Linked DNA regions of Hordeum vulgare: region 1 is linked to region 2. Evidence: chromatin contacts called from public Hi-C data. All regions are on one chromosome and are shown on one strand. Each heading gives the region's core, a stretch centred on a gene start, on an enhancer-like site or on the middle of the called end of the contact. The rest is flanking DNA. Distances are from core to core; before and after follow the strand shown. Region 1 has its middle 170 kb from the start of LOC123448570. Region 2 holds the start of LOC123448566 (3-oxoacyl-[acyl-carrier-protein] synthase II, chloroplastic-like).

Region 1 (5,322 bases), core at 2,619-5,118, 450 kb after region 2:
GAATCAACAAAACCAACAAGTCCATCTCCAGTTTTCCAAAACTGTAAATAAGCATTAGAAGTACCTCGCAGGTATCTGAAAATCCACTGAACTGCATTCCAATGCTCTTTTCCAGGATCAGCCATGTATCTACTAACAACACTCAGGGCATAAGATAAATCCGGACGAGAACAAACCATGGCATGAATAAGTGAACCAACTGCACTCGAATAGGGAATTCTAGACATGTACTCAATATCTGCATCTGACTCAGGACATAAGGCTGATGATAATTTGAAGTGTGCAGCTAACGGAGTACTTACTGGCTTGGTATTATGCATATTAAAACGACGAAGAACTTTATCAATATATCCCTTCTGACTGAGATATAATTTTCGAGACGGTCTATCTCTGGATATTTCCATGCCAAGTATTTTCTTTGCTGCACCCAAATCCTTCATCTCAAATTCATTACTCAATTGCTTCTTTAGTTCATCAATCTCTAACATGCTCTTAGCAGCAATTAACATATCATCAACATAAAGGAGCAAATAAATAGTTGAACCATTGACAATTCTCAAATAAACACATCTATCATAATTAGACCGTTTGAAACCTTGAGAGAGCATAAAGGTGTCAAATCTCTTCTACCACTGTCGAGGGGATTGCTTCAATCCATAAAGAGATTTCTTTAACTTACATACAAGCTTTTCTTTTCCAGGAATAACAAAACCTTCAGGTTGTTCCATATAAATATGCTCTTCTAATTCTCCATGTAAGAATGCAGTTTTAACATCCAATTGTTCAAGCTCAAAATCATTCATGGCAACAATACTAAGTAAAGTGCGAATAGAGCTATGCCTCACAACAGGAGAAAAGACTTCGTTATAGTCAATACCTGGAATTTGGCTATAACCTTTAGCAACCAACCTTGCTTTATATCTTGCCTCATCATTTGGAGAAACACCTTCCTTTATTTTGAAAACCCACTTGCAATGAATAAGTTTCTTCTCTCTAGGTAATCTTACTAAATCCCAAGTGCCATTCTTTTCAAGTGATTCCATCTCATCCTGCATAGCAGTCATCCACTTATTACTATCACTAGAAATGATAGCCTCGGAATATGAAAAAGGCTCAGCATTACCTTCAATTTCTTCTGCAACAGATAAAGTAAAACAAACAATATTGCACTCCTCAATTAACCTTTCAGGTGCATTAATACCCCGCCTAACTCTGTCACGTGCGAGATTCCAACCGGGTGGAACAATAGGCTGATTTGGAGTGACATGTTCATCATCAAAGACGGGTTCATCATGTGCATCAACATTTTCCTTATCATAAGTATCACCTGAATCGATAACATGCTCCACCTGAACAGTAGGCTGTTGAACAGTAGGCTGCTATTCACTCTTAATTGGAACATTAGTAGATGCAACATCATGTAACATAGGAGATTCATTAAAGATAACGTTCCTGCTAATAACAATCTTTTGTGTTTCAGGATTCCACAATTTAAACCTTTAACACCAGATTTATAACCAAGAAAGATGCACTTAACAGCCCTTGGCTCCAATTTTCCATTATCAACATGAGCATAAGCAGTGCAACCAAAAACTCTCAACTGTGAATAATCAGCAGGTGAACCAGACCATACCTCAATTGGAGTTTTCTTATTAAGAGGAATAGATGGTGAACGGTTGATGAGATAACAACCACTGGAAGCGGCCTCAGCCCAAAAACGCCTATGCAAACCTGCATTGGACAACATGCAACAGGCTCTGGAAATAATGGTCCTATTCGTACGCTCAGCAACACCATTTTGTTGAGGAGTATAAGGAACGGTGTGGTGTCTGACAATGCCTTCAGACTTGCAATAATTCCCAAACTGCTTAGAACATAATTCCATACCATTATCAGTGCGAAGCATTTTTACCTTCTTTTCAGTTTGTCTCTCAATCACAATCTTCCGCTCCTTAAAAGCTAAGAAAGCTTGCCATTTATGCTTCAAGAAATAAGGCCAAACCTTTCTCGAATAATCATCAATAATAGTCAACATGTAACTAGCACCACCTAGTGACTTTTTGCAAGATGGTCCCCATAAATCAGAATGAACATAATCAAGAATACCTTCAGTTGTATGAGTCGAAGTGTTGAACTTGCCCCTCTTGTGCTTGCCGAAGATACAATGCTCACAAAATTTCAATTTACCAGTTTGATATCCTTTAAGAAGACCTCTCTTATTTAACTCAGCCAAACCAAGTTCACTCATATGTCCAAGACGCATATGCCAAAGGTTAGAAGCATCACAATCAGAATTCTTTAAAATAACCGGAGTAGCGTTACCTGAAACGGTAGAACCTCGAAGGTAATTAAGACTATTGGTCGAACTTAAGTCACCTTTCATCACAATGAGAGAACCTTCGGTGACCTTCAAAACGCTATCTCCACCTGAATACTTGTACCCCTTTGCATCAAGGCACTCACAGAGATAAGATTTATCTTCATCTTCGGAATATACCGAACATCTGTCAAAGTTCTGATTGTGCCATCAAACATCTTGATTCGAATGGAACCTATGGCTTCAATCTTGCATGGTGAATTATCAAAACCCAAAACGGAACCAACAGCAGTGGTAGAATCAAAAGTAGTAAACCAATCTCTATGCGGGCACATATGAAAAGTACACGCAGTGTCAAGTACCCACTCATCATTGGTCTCAGCACATCCAGCAATAACAACAATAGCATCATCGGAACTATCATCACGAGCAACATTAGTAGAATTTTCACCTTGTTTGTTACCTTTCGGTTTATACGTACCATTCCTCTTTTCCTTGTTCTGCAATTTGAAACATTCTGAGATGTCATGCCCGTCTCTCTTGCAATACCTGCAAGACTGCTTCTTGTCTTTGGATTGCGACCGGCCCCTCTGGCCGTTCTTACTTTTGTCGCGGTTTCCATTATGTGAGTTCTTCTCCTTTGTCCTGCCACGAACAGATAATCCCTCGGCTTGGGATGAACTTGAACCATCACGAGGCACCATTAATTTCATCTTCTCCTTAGATTTCAAAGCTTCATAAACTTCATTAAGCGTGAGAGTATCACGACCGTATAACATGGTGTCTCGAAAATTGATATAAGAACTTGGCAGCGAACAAAGTAGCATTAAAGCAGTATCTTCTTCATCATATGTAACCTCCATTGTAGCTAGATCGGATATGATCTCTTCAAATTCTGAAATATGATTCAAAACATTACCTCCCTCAGGTAACCTGTGCATGAATAATTTTTGCTTCAGATGCATCTTGCTGGTGAAATCTTTTGTCATGCAAATCTCTTTCAGCTTTAACCATAGTGCGGCGGCGGTTTTCTCGCTCAAAACTTCCTGCAAAATATTATTATGCAAATGGAGTTGAATTTGTGACAGAGCCTTATGATCCCTTCTTTTCTCATCAACAGTCCAATCCTCAATTTTATTCTTTTCAAAACTGTCCAGTGCATCATCATAGTCGGCGTGCGCCAACAACGCCCGCATCTTGACTTGTCATAGGATAAACCTTGTGTCACGATCCAGTAGCGGAAGGTCGTACTTCATGAATGCCATAAATAGATAAATTTGTATACACAAAGTAGTACAAGCCGGTAGAAAAATTCTTGACAGAATTAGTTAAGTGGAGAAAAAAAAACTGATTCAAATAGATAGCACCCGGTAGCTGTTCGAACAGTGGACATAGCAATTAGCGATGAGAGTAGTCAAATCTGAATTAGTAGCTCAGCCTTGGCCTTGACGTGAGAGAAAAGAGGCGGCTGTCAAATCAGCGACAGCACCTCCAGACTTAGACGTGTATGCAGCAGCAACTTGCTGAGTAACAGCGGAACAGCGGCAGCTTCGGCCAGGCAGCGCCTCGATACTTGGAGCAACCAGCAGCGCGGCAGTTTTCTCGGCGAGTTCAGCTGCAGCGGCTCGGCGACTTTTTGCACAGCAACCGCGGCAGCGAACAGTTTAACAGCGGCCGGCTGCAACGATTTAATCTCTGTCGGACTCGGCTTCATACAGCGGCACCAGAAATCGATCCGGCTTCAGATCGGCGGATCGCCGACGCGGCGGCTGCGTGGAAAAAACCCTAACTCTCGTCTCAAATCTCGTATACCCAAAACCTTAGCTCTGTATACCATTTATTAGATAAAACGAGATCAACGAGACACGAGAGACACGGATTTTTATGTGGAAACCTTTACGAAAGAAAATCACGGACGCACGAAGGCGCAATCACTATTAGCGTGGAGTATTACAAGCACGAGACAACATACCGTCTTTAGATGCGATTACGTGAAGTATATATGAGGGGCAATACATGAGAGTCCTTGGAGGACAAGTAAACGAGTTGTACTCGTACGCGTCGTTACCAACGCAAATGTCCACACCGTTTGTATTACGTTTAATCCAATACGGTAAAATTTAAATCACAATTTAACATAACTGATAAGTATAAAAAATAATCCAACATCTTCAGGACCCACACACATGTTTGCAGGCAAAACTGAAACACCCAAGTTTGCATGATTATTCCCATGTAAATAATTCTTCATTTGCTCATGTTGGCGTACATCATAAAACCCACAAAAAGTCAATATCTCATATAAACATCCATTTTCTTTGAAAAAGAAGGATCTAGTTGACGCTATCAAATATATCTTTTTCCTCATACTGGACTATTATTTTTAGAATAGTTGTGCAAATAAAATCTTGTGTTACATGGTGTTTTTATATTATTAACTTAGACATGGAACATAGAACTTATGTTATAGATGAATACGACCTCAGCGTGACCGTTCGCATGCTGGCATGTAAGTGTGACCAGTACTGCATCTTCCATGTCATGTCCAATCCTGCTTGCAGGCTCCATCCAGCACATCATCCGATTAGATTGCAGTATGCTGTAACAGAAGCTGCTTTGGGTGTCGTACATGCTACGAAATTTACGTAGACTTAAAAGACCAAATTTTCATATTACTAAAATAATCTATCTGAGTAGCATGAATTATGTACCTCGAATCGTAGAGGCCGCCATCTAAAAGGACTCCACAGAGTTGCTGCGAAGTAATATTGTTGACATCCTGATGAAATCAAACTAACTTGTGAAGTTCAAAAGTGGTAAACCAATAATGTAGAACAAAATCATATTCTGTCACACAGTCTCAGGTTGTACTACGTTGGAAGTTGGAACACCAAGATGTAGTTTACATAAACACGTCTGGTAGACTAAACAATGGAATCAGCCACATATTAGAGTGAAGCAATTTGATGTTACCTGAAATCAAAAGCCTAGAAAGGGTGATCCAG
Region 2 (4,845 bases), core at 1,498-3,997:
GAGCCCGGAGGGCACTCTCACACTTTAGGGACGCTTTACAAACAGTGCGACTAGTGCAGAATCATGACCACCAGGTAAATATGTGCACCAAGCCAGTAAAAACATGAAAACAAATGTATCAATGGTATAAACATGAAGCATAGACTGTAGATTCATATTATTTGGCTATTAGGTAGTGGTTATATTAAACAAATCTTGGAAGGACTAACCACATCCCAAGGCCGAGAAGCTTTTGTTGGATCACTATTTCTCTGTGAAAGAGCTCTACATGCCACAAAACCTCCCAATCCTGCATGTAACAGTAGAAATGATCACCATAATATTCATGCAAAGACAAGATGTTCAAGTAAAACAAAACAATAAAAAGCCAATAACAATTCGGATGATGCCATCTCAAATAATGAGTTTCCATACCAATTGGTATAATGGGAGCATCAGAACCACCACAAAGCATCAAATCCTGCATGTTTAGGACATGTCAACAAGTAAGGCATTCCTCACAGGATATCACGAAAAATCAAGTTACTTACAGTTTCCCCCCTCATGATATGATTAGCTGCACTCAGAATGCAGAAGTTACTAGTGGCGCAAGCAGTAGAGATGGAGTAGTTTGGGCCCATCCAGCCCTGCATAGGCATACAACTTAAAATTAATCAGCGTTAACCACTGAGAAAATTAAAAAACTGATAATCCAGATCATATAATGCACCAAATCCATCGCAAGTACTGCAGAGCCCATGTTTGTAGTTGCAAAAGGTACACAAAATGGGTTCATCTTCCTGTAGGAGACCCTCAATGCTTCAATTGCATCACTAAAAACCTGCTTAAAATAGCATCGTAAGCATGAAGGAAACAGTGTAATAAACACTGCCTTCTCTACAAGTACATATATACACTGTGAGATCCGAACCTTCATGCCACCCATACCAGATCCAATTAGAACTCCACATCTCGATTTGTCCAACTCGTTCATGATATCTTCAGTGACTCCACCATTGTCCAATGCTTTCTTACCAGCAACTATCAAATATTGCATGAACTTATCCATTCGCTTAGCTAACTTTGGTGCAACCCAACCATCTGTTGAGAAGGATTTGATTTCTCCTGCAATTCTCTGTATGAAAGATAGCATGTCAAGCAGTGTAACTGTAAGGGATATTTCAGCTACATCGCAAAATAAAACCCCACACCCAAGTTAAGTAGAATAAAGTAATACCGTGGGATAGCTGGAACAGTCAAATGCTTCTATCTCACTTACTCCACTGACACCCTGTAGAAGGTTGTTGTAAAACTCATCAGGCTCATGGCCTAACGGAGTCACGACACCCATGCCAGTGACAACTACCCTCCGTTGTTTGGTTTCAGATTTGTTGTTTTCCACAGCTCCTCTTTCAGGATGAAAGGAAACAGCAATGGGCACTCCTGCAGTCCATAAGGCATCTCATTTAGGTGATAAATAACAAATTTGAGTCAGCATATGCGACAAATAGACTCACACAAAAGAAAAGTAGCATCACCCGCAAAAATGCGTTTATCAGTTAGATGTTTCTTTAAGCAACCAAAACCAACGAACAATATTTCGCATGAAATGAAACAAATGGCAATGGAAGTTGCACATTAGCAATAATTCCAATCATATGTTTTCCAAAAAAATCCCAGTTTTTTATAGTACAATCTTCAACACCGAATTCCCCAATTGCCACTTAGTTTCCACATGTTTAATTCCATTCTGATAAAAAAACACGTTTATGATAAAATATACTTTAATTTTAATGACAGCGTCATATGGTGAAGTCACTTATTCACTCGAGCATGCATCACACGTACAGTATGAATCATGTCATGGACATGGCAAGCCCCAAACTCCATACAGTATAAGAACAAGATTTACTCATACAGAATCATGCACAAAGCAGCGAATAATTGTCTCTCGCCTGAAACCCCAAATGCACACGAGCCATTTGACAACTGAAACTCTATAAATCCCAGACGTTTACACCGCACCGAACACTCTGTGATACGACCTACTTCCTCTGTGCCTAAATAATTGTAGTTGGGGAGAACTAGTCTAGTTCTCCCCAACTACAATTATTTAGGAACTGAGGGAGTACATGGTTACAGGCTTACAGACGGCCGCAATTTTACAGTTGACATTCGGATAAGGACCAAGAAACCATGAAAATGCGGAGAAGGCAACCGAAATGGGCTCACCAGAGCGTGCCCCGCCTCGGCGGCGCGCAGCAAGGTGGCGGCGCGTGCAGAAAAGCCCGCCGCCGATGTAGTTGCGCTGCTTCCCCTCATCGTCTGCGACGCAGGTTGCAGACAAGCAGGCGGCGACGATCCAAGTGCACAGCGGTGGCGCCACCGCCGACATTGCGAACGAACTGGATCCTGACGACGCGAAGGTGATGCGAATCAACTGGATTCGCGGGAGGGGAAGGGCAGGGACATCCACTAGCCACCAAGTTCCACGAAACGGCAGAGGCAAGGACCGGGACGGGGGTCTGTGCCCGCGAGAGATGCGGGCAGTTCGGGCGCAAGCGAGCGAAGGCGCGCGAGGTAGGTAGGGATTCGCGGGAGTTGGATAGAAGGAAAGCGGCGGCGGCGGTGGTCTTTAATAAGGACGGAGGGGGCTTGGGCGCATCTGAGAGGTGGTGGACGAGGAGGAAGCCGCCATTGCCAGGTGCTCGACAAAAGGTGCGCTGGGAACGGACTTTAAAAAAAAACGGAAAACGTAAATCCATTACTCAAGGAGGGAGCGAGATCGCTGGTCAGATAACAGCTTGCAAAATCACCAGCACTAGTGGCAGGGGCGCGCCCAGGGCGCGCCTCGTGTGCGTCAATGTGGGCACTAACCCTTATGCTGCATTTTTTTAGCGTGTGATTGGCAGCAGTTATTGAGAACCAAATATAATATGTAGTAAGTTAGAAGTGTGGAAACATAGACAGGCAACACACGCGCATGTACATCTGACATATACATAAACGAATTCAAGAGTGAATCAAATTCAACAAAAATAACCAAGCAATTTAACACAAACAATCCAAGAGTGAATCAAATTGAGGAAATAAACAAGTATTCCAAGAGTGAATCGAATAAAGATGATCCTCTCCATCATGCTATGTATTGCATCTCCGAGACTTGCCAATGTAGTTCATCTACGTGCAGAACTTCACGACGAATTCACCGGCCTTCTCCGCATTGCCATTGTCGCCCTCCCCAAGCAACGCTCACCTTCACCATCACTTGCTCGAGCAGTTTCTCATCCGCACCACCGATGGCTCGCCACGCGCCAGCCATCGTAGTAGTCCTCAACGCAACCCACGTCCCACTCATGGGCGTCATAGCAGAAGCAGCACTCGTAGATTAGCTATGAATGAGCTTTTTAGTTGGGGCTAACTGGTATCGCTGCAAAAATAGGGCAAGTTCAAATGCTACAAGAAATGACCGCTTTAAATGTTGTCCATTGTTCATTGCATAATGTTTCCCTTGCATGGATACTATCGACTTATCGTATTTCATTCCTTCAGTTATTTTCCATGATTACTGACGTATTTTTGTATTTCCATGATGCATTTTGTGACTGTCTCAGAGAAATTGAGTGCCTAAGTTAGTTTCTAGGATAATCAGTAGCTTCTATTATGCTGATCTATGGAAGGTTAAGTTTCCATTCTCACCTTCTGAATGTGTGTGGTATAATAACAAGTAAATTTTATTAATTTGCATATGAAAATATGATTGCTCATATGCAGATGAATTGTTACGTTGTAGAGAACATACATAACAGCCCTAAACTGAATATTTGGAACAAACAAGATGACAAACTTGGTCAGGAAACCCCTAAGTAAGATAATCGTATTCCACCAAAACCAATACTAAGTTTCTCTGCATGCCAAAACATACCTCGACATCATAAAGAAACTGAAGTGCCATTCTCTTGCATTATCTGCATCTTCGTCGATAGCTCCCGAATCTTACAAACCCATAGCTTTGGTGTAGATACGTAACCCATCATTTAGTAACCATCAAACTCAATAGTAATATTTATGATATATGTAAAACGGGATCAATGACATAGTTGAAGCTCTAGCAGGTTTAAGTTTTAACTAACCCTATCCAGAATTAATTAACTATAGAAAAGAAAAAGATTAGCGAGGAAGCATGAATAATGTCTAAGAGATAGGAAAATGGTATCGATAAGATGCCACATAAATCATGCTTCCCATAGGAAAATGGCACAAAATATTCCATGGTAAGGAGCAGAAACAAACTGAGAAGCTGAATGCATGTCTAAGAGAGATGGGAAAATGGCAACGATAATTCAGCTATGCATCGCTTGGCATACTAAAAACAGCACCATTGAATTTTCAACGGTAATCAATGCTATAGTTAAATTACCATGTTGAAACTCCATTTTGTTGGCTTAATTCACTGAATTTCATTTGCTGCCCAAACTATTAGGATAAGATACCTGATTTGAGTTTTGTGTTGATGGTTCCAGCCACGAAAAGCATTTGTCAACATGTTGTCCAATGTTTAGCAATCAAATTGATCCAATGTGCGCAAATTCTTCATGCGACCCAATTCAATTGGAAAACCAGAGTTACTCAGCAAATAATTAACATGGGCACCCTCACCTCCATGGGAACCATTTGAAGTACCATTAGAGTAAAAGCTAGGGGAATAACATGAAAGCTTCAGGTTGTATCGCTCCCCTTGAAAGAAGAGCCAAATAATAGCAGTGGAAAACTTTTGGTCTCTTTGACCACTCTACAAGCTACTTTGCATGAGGAAGAAATCAATGTTATTAGTAGAAATGGTAACTCATCGTCCTCAGGTTTGGT

The links. A called contact is a pair of places that touch in the nucleus more often than the background predicts.
Region 1: a Hi-C map of leaf shows a contact between it and region 2, with 2.7 times the contacts expected there. The contact joins the enhancer-like site here to the promoter of LOC123448566 in region 2. A contact is called at or near these places in 2 of 6 Hi-C or Micro-C datasets (leaf and seedling).

The regions. Positions count from the first base shown.
Region 1 is chr4H:325,809,488-325,814,809 of MorexV3_pseudomolecules_assembly, forward strand. No RefSeq gene overlaps it. Among protein-coding and RNA genes, the nearest start is that of LOC123448570, 170 kb to the right of the region's middle. Within about 2 kb of position 3,869, at least 2 of the 3 cell types and tissues checked have open chromatin away from gene starts, as enhancers often do. A contact at or near this core is called in leaf, where this site is marked.
Region 2 is chr4H:325,359,253-325,364,097 of MorexV3_pseudomolecules_assembly, forward strand. LOC123448566 (3-oxoacyl-[acyl-carrier-protein] synthase II, chloroplastic-like) reads right to left here and starts at 2,748. Exons shown (of 12, transcript XM_045125511.1): 1 at 2,212-2,748; 2 at 1,217-1,422; 3 at 911-1,114; 4 at 710-820; 5 at 531-626; 6 at 415-460; 7 at 210-289. The coding sequence starts at 2,374. It overlaps LOC123446449 (a long non-coding RNA gene), which reads right to left. Exons shown (of 3, transcript XR_006631355.1): 2 at 4,473-4,778; 3 at 3,361-3,989.